Linked DNA regions of Rattus norvegicus: region 1 is linked to region 2. The links are chromatin contacts, called in public Hi-C maps. All regions are on one chromosome and are shown on one strand. The core of a region is the stretch at or near the end of the contact, and the rest is flanking DNA. Distances in the headings are between cores, read along the strand shown.

Region 1 (2,700 bases), core at 168-2,667, 200 kb after region 2:
AGAGTAGTATGAATCACAGAAGCCACAGACAGGAGGAAAGGCGCAGACATCCCACTGAGACTCTTCCCTCCGTGTGATATTTACTGTGGAACAGGCCTCCGGGAACAGAACAGAAATCAAACAGAGACCTTACAGCTCACACTGCTGCGGTAAGTAGGCTAAAGAAGGGCCTGAGACCGCAGAGCTAATGAGCCCCCGCACGATGCCTGGGCCACTGAGAAGCAAGAAGACAGAAGACTAACAAATTGTATTTCATGTGCTCTTTGCCAATTTGTAGGAAACATATGTCTTGTTTGGGAGAGGATCCTGAGGCAAGGAAATTTCTAGAGGTTGGAAATCTGGGGAAGAAATAGGTTCTGACAGAATACTGTGACGGGTAGCATTTGGGACAAGATGCTGAGGTTGCCAAAAAGCCTTCAACTTTTCTGTCTCGTTCTCACCAACACTGGAGGAAGTGGCTTTCAGGACCATTCAATCAGAAATGTCCACAAAATCTAGACAAAGCAACAGATTATGTCCTTAGTGCTTGCCTGGCCTTTGCCAAATCAGTGTAGTTTCTATGTGGCCTGAACACTCAAACACTTAATAGACTCCTGCCAGTTATTTTAAGTCAGAGCTCTGGATGAGAAGTGTTGGGTAAAGGGATGTAAATTTAGAGAGGACTGGGTGGTCGGGACTGGGCTCAAGAGAATGTGGGTTACCGGAGCAACTAAGGCACCACACAGACCCACTTTAGGAACAAGGGCATTTTCATTTCCCACATTGGCCAGGTCGGTGGGCACTTCCTGGTGTGTAGGGTGTGAAACGTGTATCAGAATAGAGTCCAGGAACCCCAGAGACCTGGGAGACCGAGGCATGGAGGCTTCGGACATCAGAAAGCAAGCGGTCGTCAGGGGGCAAATGAGGCTGAGAACAAAGCTAGCTCGGCACATTGTCGCCTGTGGTGTCCGGAGGAGACGATTGTGGCTCGCTACTACAAAATATTTGGGGAAAATTTCCAATGTCAAAGAGTGTACCTCAAAGTTCAGCTTTTAAAATACCGAACAAGTCAAACGAAATCATCCTTGGGTTTGATGAGGCCTCCTGGGAGTTGGTCTGCTCACCCTGCCCTCTTACTTGTCTTAACTTAGAGAAAGTGGGGTGTGGATGACTGCCAAAGAGAGCTCATCTAGTTCTCCCTCACAAAAATAGGGGGCAGCAGTGATCTCACAGGCTTCCTCTGCAAAAGGCTGACAGAGTTCAAACTGCTTTGGGGTGCAAAATTCTGGGATCCCAAGTCCTATGCTAATCACCAGCTCAGCCCCTCTGGGTTCAGACCTAAGGGGTGGAGGGCAGGGCATCTCCTCACTCCTCCTGGTGGGAGGGGTGGAAACACTAAGCAGGAGCATGATGAGTAAAGCCTTCCTAATTCTAGCAGCACAGGGAAAGAACTGAATGTGCCCCTTGTCTCCAGTTTTAGGAGCTCCCTGCAGAAGAGGAAGCCAGCTCTCTGCCAGTGGCTGCCATTTACATTCCAAAAAATTGTTCTCAGATCAGGAACTCATTTGTGCAACGTTTCTCGGTAAAACACAAAAAACAACCCTTTGTACTGTACTAGTTCAGAAATTAGGATAATTAATTTAATTTTATGATTCCATAGACACCGCTGAAAAATAAATGGGGCGCTGGGATACTCCAAAGGTTGCCAGGGGGCTTATATAACAGTCACATCACATGAGAACAAAAAAGCAAAACTAAACTAAAAACCAAATTTTTCTGCAAGTCAGGCTACTTGGCAGGTTTTGGAGATCGGTCTCTTTCTTGGTTAGGAATGCGCTACCACTCTGTCCGGAGGAGGCAGCCAGCATGGTGTCACATATCATCATAATCAGGGATTCTGGAGCAGTGACTGTATTCCTAACCTCCAACTCCCCCTAATCTTTATTTGCAGCTTTCTGAAAGACACGTCTTAGAATTACAGGTTTTTCTGTATAGCCTCACGGCTACTCATAAACGAATCCTGAAGATCCTCTCTTGGTTCTTCAGAACGAAGAGGAGGAAAGCAGAATCTTACCTCATAAACTCTCTGGGGCTTCAAATCTACCAAGCTCCCCGACCCTGTTCCCTCACGGCTAGAATCTGGCTGCTCTACACAACCAAGGCTCTCCTCACAGCAGAAAGCAAACTTCAAACCACAGCTAGAGAGGCAGCCTGTGCACTACTCTCATCTACCCAAGGGCGTAGGGAGAGCACTAGAACTTTCCAGAACGGAACATGCAGCAGCCTGACCTTCAGAGTTCCCGCCTAACTCAAGCCCGAGGCTCTCTTAATTCCTGTCTGCGTTCCCCCACAGTTTACTGTTTGGTTGATACGTCTCACACAGGGTAGCAGAGAGCACAGTAGGTGACCTTATTATATATTCAGGAACTCCAGCCACATCACGTTTGATTTCTGCCTCACAACATGACTTTCCCAAAGACAAAAATCCTGTAGAATATTTTTTTAGGGAAATAAAGAAGGCCGGGCCTCTAATAAGGAGGTCACAGTACGGCTCTTCCCTGCCTGGGGGCAGACAAAGCTCTTCTCATTATTCTCAAACACAGCAATGGGCTTACCGCTCCATCCACATTCTGCAATCCATACTGTTCGCAGATGGAAACCAGCTTCTTCCGGTTCAGGTGACCATCTCGAGTGATCCCCAGATCCTCACAAACCTCTTGC
Region 2 (2,700 bases), core at 54-2,553:
ACCAGATACAAATGCTTAAACTTCTGCCAGGTGAAAAACATCTTTCTTTGAATTTGTTTAAACTTAATTACACTTTGTTTATTTACTGGGGTTTTTTTTTTTGGGGGGAGGGGGGTGGAGGTCAGGCGACAACTTGCTTCCACCACCGGGAGAATCCGGGGACCGTTCTAGGGACCTAAGGCTTGGCTCTAAGGGCCTTTATATCCAGAGCCAGCTCACCGGGTCCTCAAAGACATCTTCCTACAGGCCGTCATGTTTACACACAAATCCTTTTACTCCAGAACCAGATTACTTAGAGTTACAATTTAGAGCTCGGTTCCACAGAGATTTTTAAAGTCAAGTTCACCCATAACAATAATTTAGAGTGCAAATGCCTAGATTTACAATATTCTTTCCTATCTACAGCCTTCCGCGGAGCATTTTTTTTTTTCTCCACGTTAACACCAGAACATCCTTCAGAGTAACTTCAATACCATAAGTACGCCTTAAAACCACAAAAAAGCTCAGCGGTGGTTTGGAAGGTGCGGTTAAGTCTGCCGGTCGGTAGCGTTAGAATCGATGGGGAACCCAGGGTGCTCGGAACGCAGCCGCGGGGTCCGGGCCACTTCCTGGCCGGACTCTGTGGTCCGGCGCATCCCGGGGACGCCCCAAGCTTGCAGGCCGGGCCTCACCTTGTACACGTCCCCGTAGGTGCCGCTGCCGACCCTCTGCACCAGTTCGTAGTCGTGCTGCGGGTTCCGTCTCAGGATGTCGGCGGCAGGCCTCAGAGGGGCCTCCATCTTCGCTGCGCCCAGCCCGGGGCTCTGCCTGTGGCACCCGTATCCCGCTAACGAGGGTGCGCGGCGCTTCCCAACATGGAGCCTCAGCCCGCAGCTGCGCCTGCACCGGCGAGAGCGAGCGCGGGGGCGTCACGGGGCGCGACCCCGGCAGCCTCCGGGCCTCCTTGGCCCCGCCAGGCCCCGCGCGGGCCGTACCGAAGAGGCTGTTCCTTCCTTGTTGAGCGCCGGGTCGGAGACCCGCGTCTTCTCCGAGACGGCCGTGCGCACAGTCGCTGCTGCCGCCGCACCACGTTCCCCACCCGCGGCTGCGTCACCGGGAGACACGTTCGCGGCCGGCGCGGATCGAGCCCGGCCCGCCCGAGAGCGCAGGCCGCGGGCCCAGAGTGCCGCCCTGAGGCCCGCCGAGTGCACGACACCCTCGCCGCCGCCGGCCCCGCCTCCTAGCTGCTTGCGGGGCGCCCAAGGCATTCGTGCGGCGTCTGACCCGCCCAGGCACGGCCAGGATTCGTCCAGTTGCCGGCAGGACTAGAGGAGGAGGGCCTGTGCGCAGGCCTCGGAAGCGGTGCCTCCTACTTCCATTCAGTCAAGGTAAACTGAGTCCGTCCGGGCAGGAGGTGGGGGAGTGCCGGGTTAACTAAACGCCGGCACACCCGACTGCACCGTCCTGTTCCACACACTGTTCCCGGTGGTACCAGTTCTGAGGCTGGACCGGGGTTTCCCGAGACATTTTTGAAAACCCCAATTCCTACGAAGTTCCTGTGGTTTCTGGGCATCGCCACAATATTGCATCTTTAATGGGACTAGGAGTTCTGGAGATGCTAAAGCCAAGCTAGGGACCTTTGCCTGAGTCTGGTTCCAAAGTAGGTGATCTGGGACAAAGCGTCCTTGGCAACATCTGAGTGTCCTTATCAGTCCCTGGAAGAGGGTAGGTTTTGCATTTGACACCCGAGATGTTTGTAAACCATTTTATAGCATTGTAAAGAGGATTATAAACTGTAAGATGCCTAACCATGCCCAGAATATTGGGCAGGAGTTGTGAGAAGTGATTTGGTTAATGTTTTGGTCTGTTTTGTGATTTGAGTCCCAATCTTGTTCTTAACGTAGAAATGAAGTCACCAATTTTATGTATATAGGTAAAGTTATTTCTAGAGTCCTGCAGAGATTTTCAGTAGAAAAACTAGATAAGGACTGGAAAGATGGCTCAGTGGTTAACAACACTGGCTGTTCCTCAGAGGACCTGGGTTGATTGCCAACACCTGCATGGCAGCTCACTTCTGTTAACTCTAAGCAGGGGTCCAGAGTGGGCTGGAGGAGGTCTAGCACTCTCTTCTAGCCTGTGTAGGCACCAGGTATGCATATGGTGTACAGACATACATGCAGCCAAAACACAAAGTTAAATAAAAATTTAGGAGAAATTGAAAAAATAGATAAAATTACAACAGAACAAATTTCAGGTGACACGTGACTCCAGACACAATCTAATTCTGTTTTGAGAAATATACTTCTTATAGCTAATAACTAAAGAATCCAAGTAACACCTTAACAGAATAGAGAATATATGCATTTTCTTGTGTTCCACACACAAAGAGCACTTATTTAGGGAACATAAGTAAGCCCAGACTTACATGCTCCAGGGACAAAGCCTGTGTGTGTGCTGCATTGAAAAAAAAAGGTTGAAGAACAGTTCCTTCTTTCAAAGCTTCTTGGCACTTGTTTTGGTGGGCACATATTTTTGGCTTCGATGACTCAAAATCTCTTCAACTGTTCTATTGGTATCTTAGTACTTGTTTACTGTCATGGATTTATGTTGATCATGTAGTCAAAACCACCTTATCCACTCTGCGACTAGGGCCATTGTGGAACATTCATGGGTTGAAGGCTTTCACCACAATGGCCCCAGGATAGTCAAGTCAACTTGGAG

The links. A called contact is a pair of places that touch in the nucleus more often than the background predicts.
Region 1: a contact with region 2 is called in a Hi-C map of Schwann cells, with 2.5 times the contacts expected there. The contact joins the enhancer-like site here to the promoter of Atl1 in region 2. A contact is called at or near these places in 4 of 12 Hi-C or Micro-C datasets (Schwann cells, kidney, liver and 1 more).

What each region holds. Positions count from the first base shown.
Region 1 is chr6:94,310,519-94,313,218 of GRCr8, forward strand. It overlaps Nin (ninein), which reads right to left. Exons shown (of 30, transcript NM_001106737.1): 7 at 2,595-2,700. Among named protein-coding and RNA genes, the nearest start is that of Nin, 52 kb to the right of the region's middle. Within about 2 kb of position 1,418, at least 29 of the 93 cell types and tissues checked have an H3K27ac peak or open chromatin away from gene starts, as enhancers often do. A contact at or near this core is called in Schwann cells, where this site is marked.
Region 2 is chr6:94,111,921-94,114,620 of GRCr8, forward strand. It overlaps Atl1 (atlastin GTPase 1), which reads left to right and starts at 1,304. Exons shown (of 15, transcript NM_001009831.2): 1 at 1,304-1,367. It overlaps Map4k5 (mitogen-activated protein kinase kinase kinase kinase 5), which reads right to left and starts at 1,023. Exons shown (of 32, transcript NM_001192016.2): 1 at 672-1,023. The coding sequence starts at 779.